Linked DNA regions of Ovis aries: region 2 is linked to region 1. The links are chromatin contacts, called in public Hi-C maps. All regions are on one chromosome and are shown on one strand. The core of a region is the stretch at or near the end of the contact, and the rest is flanking DNA. Distances in the headings are between cores, read along the strand shown.

Evidence for each region. A called contact is a pair of places that touch in the nucleus more often than the background predicts.
Region 2: a Hi-C map of liver shows a contact between it and region 1, with 4 times the contacts expected there. The contact joins two enhancer-like sites. A contact is called at or near these places in 3 of 16 Hi-C or Micro-C datasets (all in liver).

Annotation. Positions count from the first base shown.
Region 1 is chr19:21,938,882-21,945,369 of ARS-UI_Ramb_v3.0, forward strand. The region is part of intron 6 of SUMF1 (sulfatase modifying factor 1); the gene reads left to right. Among named protein-coding and RNA genes, the nearest start is that of SUMF1, 52 kb to the left of the region's middle. Within about 2 kb of position 1,985, at least 5 of the 54 cell types and tissues checked have an H3K27ac peak or open chromatin away from gene starts, as enhancers often do. A contact at or near this core is called in liver, where this site is marked.
Region 2 is chr19:21,991,007-21,997,121 of ARS-UI_Ramb_v3.0, forward strand. No RefSeq gene overlaps it. Among named protein-coding and RNA genes, the nearest start is that of SETMAR, 27 kb to the right of the region's middle. Within about 2 kb of position 4,310, at least 4 of the 54 cell types and tissues checked have an H3K27ac peak or open chromatin away from gene starts, as enhancers often do. A contact at or near this core is called in liver, where this site is marked.

The DNA of each region.
Region 1 (6,488 bases), core at 735-3,234:
CTGATCGCTCAATGACCACAGCTTTTTCTTCCTTTCAACATTTCATTTTGAAACGTTACAAAAGTTCAGAAAATAGCGTAACAGAGACCTGTGTATCTGCCATTACGATTTAACATATACTGACAGCTTATTGTATTTACTGTATTTCTTTTAACCAAAGAGAAAGAACAAAAACTACTCTATCAACACTTGATATTTGTCAGTATTTTTAATTTAAGCTGTTCTAGTCTGTGTATATTGCTATCTCACTATGGTTTTTTAGTCATTAGGTATATATATATATTTTTTTATTTTATTGAAGTAGAATTTATTTATAATATATTAATTTCTGCTGTACAGCCTAGTGATTCAGTTTATGTGTATATATATATATATATATATATATACACACACACATATTCTTTTTCATATATATGTATATATGCATGTTGCTGCTGCTGCTGCTAAGTCACTGCAGTCGTGTCCAACTCTGTGCGACACCAGAGACGGCAGCCCACCAGGCTCCCCCGTCCCTGGGATTCTCTAGGCAAGAGCACTGGAGTGGGTTGCCATTTCCTTCTCCAGTGCATGAGAGTGAAAAGTGAAAGTGAAGTCGCTCAGTCATGTCTGACTCCTAGCGACCCCATGGACTGCAGGCTACCAGGCTCCTCCTTCCATGAGATTTTCCAGGCAAGAGTACTGGAGTGGGGTGCCATTGCCTTCTCCAGTATATATGCATACTTTATATATATTCATATACACACATTCTTTTTCATATTCTTTTCCGTTATGGTTATCACAGGATAGTGAATACAGTTCCGTGTGCTATATTGTTGTTTATCCATTCTTCATATATGAGTTTATATTTAGTCCTCATATATTGAAGTCTGTATCTGATAACGCTCATAGCTGTTGACCAGCTTCTGTTGTGTGTCGTTCTTGGGTTTTGGGTACATCTTATTTTCTTATATGCTTCAGTATTTTTGATTGAGTACCAGACATTGTGTGAGGTAAACTGTAGAGACTGTTTGAGATCTGGAGAGTGGAATCTTTCTCTGGAGCAGGCTTATCTTTGCTTCTGGAAACTTACATATCATCTTAGCTATTCTAGCCAGTAATTGAGATGATTTGAAGCTCAGCTTCAGTCCCTGTGAGGGCTAGATGTGTATAGCTCTTCAGGGTGCCAGCCAGCAGGCTAGGGGGTTTCCATGACTCTTCTTCCTTGGAGGGCCCTGTGAAAGTTCCTCAGTTGTGTCCGATTCTTTGTGACCCCATGGACTGTATAGTCCATGAAATTCTCCAGGCCAGAATACTGGAGTGGGTAGCCTTTCCCTTCTCCAGGGGATCGTCCCAATCCAGGGATCAAACCCAGGTCTCCGGCATTGCACGCAGATTCTTTGCCAGCTGAGCCGCCATGGAAGCCCTAAGCTCCAGTTGTTTCCTTGGGGCCCATGAGTCTCTGCAAAGTTCTGTTCAGCTTCTCAGTATTATGCTTGCTGCAGCTGGAATCAGCTGACCTCTGAGAAAACAAGCTCACCTCTTTGGCCTTGTCTTCAGTCTGGGATTTGAGCTCAGCAGTTCTTCACAGCTCTTGATAGTTCTCACCTGAGCTGGTTTAAATTCCCATTTCTCTTCGAGGTCTTAATTTATATGCCTTTTTTCCCTACGGGCTGTGTGTCTCCAGCACCTAGCAAAGAACCTGATCCTGTAATAAAGCCAGTTCCAGATACCTAGAATCAAAGAGAGTTTGATCACTGTTCATACTGGAGGTGTTTCAAAAGGAAAAGCTAGTTAAAAACATAATATTTTCAGGGTAAGTTTTGAACCAAAGTAAACATTTCAACCCAGGAACGGACCTCTTCAGTGTCATGTGTATATTTTAGCTCCAAGACTAACTCATAATGGCAAATACTTTTCAAGCTTCTTTGGAGAACTTGGGAACAGTCAGTGCTCTGTAGGCAGAGGCTATTCAGGGAATACCTTTTTCTTGTTCAGTGACTTCCAGGGAGCAAAAGTTAATCATTAGTGTTTATTTTATTGGCTAGTAACACCTTGTATGCTTTGTACACAAAATCCTGGGAGAGGCGGAGGTATTTGGCCATATGGAGTGAGGGTCAGTTTGGTCTTGCCTGGTAGAACGTTCTGGGGAGTGTGCATGCATGCATGTGTTTAATTTTTGAAACTGCTTAGGTTGATAGCCTGTCTTTCTACACAGGTGCAATCCAGAGTGTGGCTGCTGATGCTACTTTTTTAACCCAATTAAGAAGTAATTTGTGTGTGTGTGTATGTGTGTGTGTGTGTGTGTGTGTGCATGTATGTGTGTTTTATTTTGCAGTTACTTTACCTGCTGCTGCTACTGCTGCTAAGTCACTTCAGTCGTGTCCGACTCTGTGCGACTCCATAGACGGCAGCCTACCAGGCTCCCCCGTCCCTGGGATTCTCCAGGCAAGAACACTGGAGTGGGTTGCCATTTCCTTCTCCAGTGCATGAAAGTGAAAAGTGAAAGTGAAGTTGCTCAGTTGTGTTTGACTCCTAGCGACCCCATGGACTGCAGACTACCAGGCGCCTCCATCCATGGGATTTTCCAGGCAAGAGTACTGGAGTGGGTTGCCATTACCTTCTCCTACTTTACCTAGAAACCCATATTAATCTCTGGAAGTGTGTGGTGGTGCTTGTATGCTTAGTCACTCAGTCATGTCTGACTCTTTGTGACCCCATGGACTGTAGCCCTCCACACTCCTCTGTCTGTGGGCAAGAATAGTGGAATGGGTTGCCATTTTCTCCTCCAGAGGATCTTCCTGACCCAGAGGTCGAACTCACACATCTTGCATTGGCAAGCAGATTCTTTAACACTGAGCCACATGGGAATCGCCCAGAAGTGTGTGATACTTTCAGTCAAAGACTATATAGAACTTATCTAGCATCCTAATTTCCCACACATACATCCTTTCTTCACTACCCTAGTAACATACCCAGGGTACCATGGTACCCTGGTTTACTGGTGATGTAAAAGGATGGAGTAATCTGTAATATATTTGCCACTCTCACTTAAGGTACGCAGTTTCATTTGGGCAGCTTTTTTTTTATCCTAAGGGAAAGAAATATAGCCTTAGAATTAGTCAAAGTAATGTGGATTTTAGCTCTACCACTTGATATTAAAGGAATCTCTTTAAGCTTAGGACATACCTTAAGTTTCCTTATATACAATTGGGAATAATTATATACCTATCTCATGAAATTTTTGGCAAGTTAGATCTGATAATGTTGCATGTAAAAATATAACTTTAGACCCCCAAAGTACTATTGTGCTAGTGACTTACTTTTTTTTTCTTAATTATTTTTTGCTACATAATTGGAAGATTATATCCTTCTTTTCGGGCTTCCTAGGTGGCTCAGTGGTAAAGAATCCAGCTGCCAGTGCAAAAGACGTGGGTTCTATCTCAGCGTCAAAAGACATTGGGCATATCCCCTAGAGGAGGAAATGGCAACCCACTCCAGTATTCTTGCCTGGAAAGTCCCGTTGACAGAGGAGCCTGGTGGGCTACAGTCCATGGGGTTGCAAAAGAGTTGAACATGACTAAACAACTGTGCACACACAAATACATGCTTCTGTTCAGCAGAATTAACAAGAAATGTTGGCCTTTGGGAGCAGAGGAGGAGAAAATGATGTTTATAAATAATGAATGCCTAATATTCTTCCTATCCTTACCTTTTGTTTACATATCACATAGTCATCCTTACAATGAAAATCTCGCTTTGTGGCTCATTAGAGCCCATTGGGAATAAAGTTTCCCGAAAAGTATTCCTCCTCTGAATGAATCCCTGATGCTTGTCAGACGCTATTAGCCAAAGATTCTGTTTGTTCTGCTTTTGTCAATGTGGAGTTTGACTGTTCAGTTAGATCATATAGCTCTAGACATTTTGGGAAATGTGTTCTGTTTTGCAAGGCTGCGGTGTTGTGGTGTGGAACTGACCAGAGAAAACATAAGCCCTCCTGTTGTGCTGGCTGTGGTTTGGAGTTTGCACTCTGCTTGTTTTGAAGAACACACCTCTGACCCTTGCCTGTCACACAGGACACTTGTCAACCTCTGACCCGAGGTCAAAATGGACCACATATTGCCTCATGGTCAGTCCTGTTTTTGCCATGGGGTGATTGGACTTAGTACTTGGACTTGCATTTGTCCATCCTCTAAATTCTGCATTTATCTGTTCCTCGTCCTAATAATGCCTCCTCTGGCCACATACCACTATATGAATCAATGAATTTTGTGCATCAGAAATGTTAGACTCCTGCTTAGCCTGTTTGCCAGACCTCCTCTGTCTATGGCATGAGACTGGCCTTGTCTCATCCTGGCAAGAGACAGTAAATATCACATCTTCCTGAGTTGAGACTGTCTCACCCATCAACTGCCCCCTTGGCAGCCAAGTCATTGCAGCTCACATTCCTAGAATACCACTTCTAGGTAGTAGTTTATGGAGACGTTGATTAAGGATTTTTATCTCACATAGGATCCTTTATTCACATATTTTCAATGAGGACAGTTTAGAATAAATCAGTTTGATGGAAAAGTAACCCGGTGTTCAGAATGAAAAAGACCTGAAAATATTAAGGAAGTTTAAACTTGATAATAAATTACTATGGTTGTAAATTATACTTAAAAATTCCCAAAGGGAAAGCAGAATGGTCAAAAAACATCAATCCCTTGAGGCCATGTTTATGAAAAGAATTTCATCTTCTTCTCCCTAGTGGAAGATGGAAATTGTTCCATAGGAACAGCTGATGTTGATCTATAGCCACTTTTCTTTGTGGTTGTGGAGCGAGGTTGGTCATTCAACAACCACAAAAAACTGTTGAGAAATAGAGGAGATAAGCTTGAGTATATATGGCTCAGATATTTAGATCCTGTAAACGCATTTTCAAACACAGTATCTGGACACACGCTTCTTGCTGGAAAAGAGTGAATGCTAATTCCAGTTGCTATTTCGAAGGTGGTAAAAATGCTGTTTGTTCATAATATTACCTCCAGAGTCTCATGTTATAGCTCTTGACTCTTCCTGAGCAGACAGAGCGGGACACCCAGATATATCATGGGCCCCTCTCTTAGTTTGGAGGACCAGTGGATCTTGGTGGGAAATGAAAAGCTCCAGCCTCTACCACTGTAGGACCCCTGTTTTGATCCCGGTGACACCTTGGTCCTGCATCCTTGAGCTTCAAACGTCATGGGCCCGAGAACTTTCTGCTACCTAGGCCATCTAGTTGTGTCATCAGATGTGCCCACTGTTTGATGTTCTTCCATGGCCAGCCGAATATTTTCACCCCCAGAGCTTTAGCTCACTGGTCGTCATTGTACAGTTGGTGAGAACACAGAACATGGCTTCTGTCTTGTGCATGCAAGCTTTTCAGACCCCCCAAAACAGTCACAGCCTGTGCCCCCTCATCTTTCTCTTTCTAGATGAACATCCCCATTCTTTCAATTGCACCTGGAATAACTTGGATTCTAATCCAGGGCAACTGGGGTTACAGTCCTCTGTATAATGTGAGTGGGAAAAAAGTCCCCCTTTCTAAATGAGCATCCAGAAATGTACACAGTGTTCTATCTGTATTTTCCCTGATAGATGCAAATAATAGTGCAGCGATCCTTTTCCCTCCTTCTCTGTCATCGGGTCTCAGACTGTGGTAGCCATTAAGGGCTGTGCCAGTGGAATCCAGACAAGGGTTTTTGAATTTTGTTGCTGTCACTGTGGTTAATGTGTGACCCTGGGAAAGTCACTTAGCTACTGCGGGACTCAGGTTTGCTTCTTTCATCAGTGGGGACATAGATTCCCACTTCACAGAGTTGCTCTGATTGAGAGAGTGTTGGTAGCTACTTAGACCAACATTTGGCAAAGAGCAAGCATATGGTATATGGCAGCTTCAGTTTTCAACACTGCTGGTTCTGTCCCCCTTCTGCCATGTGGCCTCTTACTATCATGTGCAGCTGCAGCAGCGACAGGAAGAGCAGCATCTCACCGTTGGCCTCTCATAACCTTGCAGTAGCCAAAGAGTACTTCCTCTTTTCCTCCTGGCTTCCCTGGCAGCTCAGACAGTAAAGAATCCTCCTGCAGTGTGGGAAACCCCAATTCAATTCCTGGGTTGGGAAAACCCCATGGAGAAGGGATAGGCTACCCACTCTAGTATTCTTGGGCTTTCCTGGTAGCTCAGGTGGTAAAGAATCTGCCTGCAATGGGGGAGTCCTGGATTCAGTCCCAGGGGTGGGAAGATCCCCTGGAGGAGGTCATGGCAACCCACTCTAGTATTCTTGCCTGGAGAATTCATGGGACAGAGGAGCCTAGTAGGCTGTAGTCCATAGGGTCACAAAAGTCAGACATGCCTGAGCGACTAAGCACACACACTTTGCCCCCCACTGCCATGTCTATTGACTTTAGGCTGAGTCTCTTTAAATATTGTTATTATACAGCTGTGTTTTATGCATTTATTTATAGGTAGTTTTTAAACTGTTTTGAATCTT
Region 2 (6,115 bases), core at 3,060-5,559, 54 kb after region 1:
AGTCGCTCAGTTGTGTCCGACTCTGCGACCCCATGAATCGCAGCCCGCCAGGCCTCCCTGTCCATCACCAACTCCTGGAGTTCACTCAGACTCACGTCCATCGAGTCAGTGATGCCATCTAGCCATCTCATCCTTGGTCATCCCCTTCTCCTCCTGCCCCCAATCCCTCCCAGCATCAAAGTCTTTTCCAATGAGTCAACTCTTCGCATGAGGTGGCCAAAGTACTGGAGCTTCAGCTTCAGCATCATTCCCTCCAAAGAAACCCCAGGGCTGATCTCCTTCAGAATGGACTGGTTAGATCTCCTTACAGTCCAAGGGACTCTCAAGAGTCTTCTCCAACACCACAGTTTAAAAGCATCAATTCTTCGGCACTCAGCCTTCTTCACAGTCCAACTCTCACATCCATACATGACTACTGGAAAAATGATAGCCTTGACTAGACGGACCTTTGTTGGCAAAGTAATGTCTCTGCTTTTGAATATGCTATCTAGGTTGCTCATAACTTTTCTTCCAAGGAGTAAGCGTCTTTTAATTTCATGGCTGCAATCACCATCTGCAGTGATTTTGGAGCCCTAAAAAATAAAGTCTGACACTGTTTCCACTGTTTCCCCATCTATTTCCCATGGAGTGATGGGACTGGATGCCATGATCTTCATTTTCTTAATGTTGAGCTTTAAGCCAACTTTTTCACTCTTCTCTTTTACTTTCTTTTTTTGTTTTTAAATTTAAATTTTTATTTTTACTTTATTTTACTTTACAATACTGTATTGGTTTTGACATACATTGACATGAATCCGCCATGGGTGTACATGAGTTCCCAAACATGAACCCCCCGTCCCACCTCCCACCCCATATCATCTCTCTGGATCATCCCTGTGCACCAGCCCCAAGCATCCTGTATCCTGCATCAAACATAGACTGGCAATTCATTTCTTACATGATAGTGTACATGTTTCAATGCCATTCTCCCAAATCATCCCACCCTCTCCCTCTCCCTCAGAGTCCAAAAGTCCGGTCTACACATCTGAGTCTCTTTTGCTGTCTCGCATACAGGTTCATCATTACCATCTTTCTAAATTCCATATATATGTGTTAGTATACTGTATTGGTGTTTTTCTTTCTGGCTTACTTCACTTTGTATAATCGGCTCCAGTTTCATCCATCTCATTAGAACTGATTCAAACGTATTCTTTTTAATGGCTGAGTAATACTCCATTGTGTATATGTACCACAGCTTTCTTATCCATTCATCTGCTGATGGACATCTAGGTTGTTTCCATGTCCTGGCTATTATAAACAGTGCTGTGATGAACATTGGGGTACATGTGTCTCTTTCAATTCTGGTTTCCTCGGTGTGTATGCCCAGCAGTGGGATTGCTGGGTCATAAGGCAGTTGTATTTGCAATTTTTTAAGGAATCTCCACACTGTTCTCCATAGTGGCTGTACTAGTTTGCATTCCCATCAACAGTGTAAGACGGTTCCCTTTTCTCCACACCCTCTCCAGCATTTATTGCTTGCAGATTTTTGGATTGCAGACATTCTGACTGGTGTGAAGTGGTACCTCATTGTGGTCTTGATTTGCATTTCTCTAATAATGAATGACGTTGAGCATCTTTTCATGTGTTTGTTAGCCATCCGTTCCTCTTTTACTTTTCAAGAGGCTTTTTAGTTCCTCTTCACTTTCTGCCATAAGGGTGGTATCATCTGCATATCTGAGGTTATTGATATTTCTCCCGGCAATCTTGATTCCAGCTTGTGTTTCTTCCATTCCAGCGTTTCTCATGTTGTACTCTGCATAGAAGTTAAATAAGCAGGGTGACAATATACAGCCTTGACATACTCCTTTTCCTATTTGGAACCAGTCTGTTGTTCCATGTCTAGTTCTAACTGCTGCTTCCTGACCTGCATACAGATTTCTCAAGAGGCAGGTCAGGTGGTCTGGTATTCCCATGTCTTTTGGAATTTTCCACAGTTTATTGTGATCCACACAGTCAAAGGCTTTGGCATAGTCAGTAAAGCAGAAATAGATGTTTTTCTGGAACTCTCTTGCTTTTTCCATGATCCAGCAGATGTTGGCAATTTGATCTCTGGTTCCTCTGCCTTTTCTAAAACCTCAGGAGTTCATATATTGGGTCTGTGTTTCTAGTTCAGTTTTTTGCTCCTTTGAAGCATAGGGCAATTTTAAGATTTGTTCTCAAATCTGCTTTGGTCCTGAATTCTGGACAACCTTAATTTGTTTTCAGGGATATACATGAGGGATTGAGTTAGGAGCAAGTCTTACCTTCTTTTTAAAGCTTTGTAAAATGGTTAGAAAGTGGTAGGTGAAGGGGAGCTATGGTTGTAGTGATCAAGAGTGGCATTTCTTTATTTCAGTTCAGTTCAGTTGCTCATTTGTGTCCAACTCTTTGCGACCCCATGAATCGCAGCACGCCAGGCCTCCCTGTCCATCACCAACTCCTGGAGTTTACTCAAACTCATGTCTGTCAAGTCGGTGATGCCATCCAGCCATCTCATCCTCTGTTGTCCCCTTCTCCTCCTGCCCCCAATCCCTCCCAGCATCAGAGTCTTTTCCAGTGAGTCAACTCTTTGCATGAGGTGGCCAAAGTACTGGAGTTTCAGCTTTTCTTTATTGGAAAACATCAAATTACATAGAGGCCTCAAACTCTGTGTGGTTTTGCCTACAACTTAAAGTGAAATACAGACCTGCATCAATGTAGACACTGTGTTTTCTTCATTTGCCCCTCCCTCCCCACCTTTTTTTTTTTGTTTTGACAAAGTATCCCTATTGTCCGTATGACCCTTTAGGAAAAGAAGAAATGAAAGATTCAGAGATGCTATATGCTTTAGTAAGTGTTGATTTGGGCTGGGATGGTGTGGGGTAGTAGCTCTAAGCTAATGTGTTGGTTAATTCTGTCTTCCACTGGATTCTAGGCCTGTTGCTGATCACCTTTTCAAAACAGATCATGTTGTCAAGCTACAGATAGAATTGTTGTATGTGGTAAAATCTGTAGTTGACTTAATGAAAGGAGTATTTTGGGGGGAGAAGAAAACATGGAAATATGATGTTTTCTGTTCTGAGACTTCAGGGATTTCATACAAGAGACTTAGGATGGGATTTATTTTTTCTTTATAAAATGATATTTTGCTTGCATTTCTTCCTCCTCTCTAACAAATACTTACCTACTGTTGGCAGTATTTCTCATCAGGGAGTTAACTTTCAGGCTGGCTATTAGGCAGTCACAGGAGGTGCAGAGCCTGGCTCTTGTGGGAACAGGGGCCAGGTGAGAAGCAGGCCGAGCGGTGCCCATTCTTAATGTGCTGTCACTGCTCTGCCCTCCTGTGACTGCCATACAGAAACGTGAGCCCAAACTTGCTGGATCGTCCAGTTTCTGAGGGTACCTGACTATGTGCATTCTCATGTGAAGTCTGAGTTTTTAACATTGGCAACTAATTCAGAGTTTTAAAAAAACAAATACTGTAGGACCTAATAAATTACTTCTGTGCCCAGATTCAGCCTGTGGGGTGCCACTTGTCAACTGAAATTATGAAAAGTTGATTCATTTCACACAGCACAAAAATCTCATATATTTCTTTCTGAAAAAAGACTGATGAAGCAAGTAAGTAACATACCAGTTAGAAATGTCCAAGTGTGAGAAAGGGCAGTGGTTTGCCCCAGGTCATCATCTTATCTAGAAATGTCTTAGGACAGTGGTCCCAAACCTTTTTGGCAACAGGGACTGGTTTTGAGGAAGACAGTTTTTCCCCAGATGGAAGTGAGGGGCCAGAGATGGTTTGGGAATGATTTAAACACATTGCATTTATTATGCTGCTGCTGATCTGACAGGAGGTGGAGCTCAGGCGGTAATGCAAACGATGGGGAACAGCTGTAAATAGAGATGAAGCTTCGCTCACTCAACCGCTGATCACCTCCTGCTGTGTGGCCCAGTTCCTAACAGATATGCGGCCCTAAGGTTGGGGACCCCTGCCTTAGGAAACCCCTCCCCTCCATCCCCACCCCACCCCAACTAAAATCATCTAACTGCCACAGACAGTCTCAGCAGTGCTATCAACAATTCATTTTCATTAACTTTGGCACTTATTAATAAGTGTTCAGACTAATATCAGAGAATATAAGAAATGTCAGTTTCTTAACTATTGGTTTCATTTATTAAAATTTGTCTGTAAAGCAAACTACCCCAGAGTAGGCCTTGTTTTTATAGTTTTTGCCAGAATCAGTCATACTATTAGTGAAAAGCTGGCCTTGGTTGTTTCATGTGCTTGAAACACCGTGGAAATTATTAACTCCAGGAGCCTCAGATGGAGCACTGGCCACAGGCCAGAACTCCTTCCTTCCTCTGACTCTTGTGTTTAGACCATTAAAGCAGGAGTTTAATTAATTTTTTGATTAAGTAGAATCATTACAGATAATATTCAGGTAGACTGTAAAATGAGAAAGGCCCTTTTCTGAAGCTTGCCCTATTTAGGATTGGAAAGTTGGAGGGATTAGCACCAACGGGGTGGAATTTTTCAGCTTCAGATCAGATTCTAATCTGCCCCCAAATGGTAATTGACCCCGAAGTCACCATTATGAGAAAGCTGGTTGGACCTTTGGAATTAGTCACCATTGTCAGAAAAAAAGGTGATTCCATTTCAGGGTCATTGAAGGTCGGGTAGGGTTCTGTCCCACGCCTGGGTCTGGGCCATGCTTGACAAATTCCTTGTTTTCTTTGCTTAGGAAATAGAAGGCCGATCATAGTAACCCTTTTCTAGCATGTCAGTGTGGCACCTCATCGGGGTAACATTAGTAGCTCTGAATCAACAGTTACGGGGAAAGTGAAACCAGCTGACAATCAATCAGGGGACCAGAGATAAGCTTTCCTTGTCAGGTGGTGCTGCTCAGAGGTTCACCTGCGTTTAGTCTGGTGCCTGTAAAGAGGGGCCTTTTGTGATTTGCTTTTCTGAAGGCCACAGTTTTTCTCTGCTCCAGACAGAGAACTTGTCAAATGAAATTTAATTTATTTACTTTTAAATGACATGGAAGGATGCCCTTTTCCTCTCCTCCATTATCATCTTTAAAAGGCAATTTAGGGACCACCCTGGCAGTCCAGTGGTTAAGACTTCACCTTCCAATACAGGGGCTGCAGGTTCGGTCCCTGGCTGGGGAGCTCATGGCCAAAAACACCCACAAAAATCAGAAACAATATTGTAACAAATTTAATAAATACTTTAAAATGGTCCACATCAAAGTAAGTCTTAAGATAATAAAAATAAAAAGCCCTTAGCATTGTGTGAAGAGAGCACTAAAATCAGATTATCTGGGATCGTTTCCTTGCCCCTCCACCTACTCACCTTGCGACCTTCAGGCAGGAAGCATCTTCTCAGGTAAAATGGGAATGGTAATAGCACCTACCTCTTGGGGTTGTGAGGAGAGATGAAATAATGCAAAAATAAAGTGTTTAGTAGAAATTACTTGGGTAAATGCTTGCTGGGTACTTGTTTCTTTTTTCAAACCTTAAACTTTTAATTTGTATTGGAGTATAGCCCAATAACAATGCTTTGGTAGTTTCAGGTGAACGGTGAAGGGCCGTACATATACACGTATCCGTTCTCCTTCAAACACCCCTCCCACCCAGGCTGACACATAACACTGAGTAAAGTTCCCTCTGCTATACAGTAAGTCCTTGTTGGGTATCCATTTGGAATATAGCCGTGTGTACATGTCCATCCCAAACTCCCTGACTACTGGTACTTGTTTCTAGTGAGTATGATTGTTAGGATCAGAGGAGCAGGAAGGTACCGCCAGACTGTCCTGGTTAATCCTGGGTTTCAGCTTAGAACAGAGAGCAAAACAGAGGACCAAGAAGGAGCAAACAAAGAGGCTGAATTTAAAAGCAGAACTTGACCTCTATCTCAAATATTAAAACACAGGGAAAAAACTGACATGAATGACCTCCAAACTTCTGTTAATTCTAGGTTGGCCAAAAAAAGTTTGTTGAGGTTTTTCAGTATGATATTATGGAAACACTGGAATGAAGTTTTTGGCCAACCCAATACTTGAATTTGAAAATATTCTGATAGTGTGTGGTCCATCTGTTCCCCAAATTTCTCTTTAAA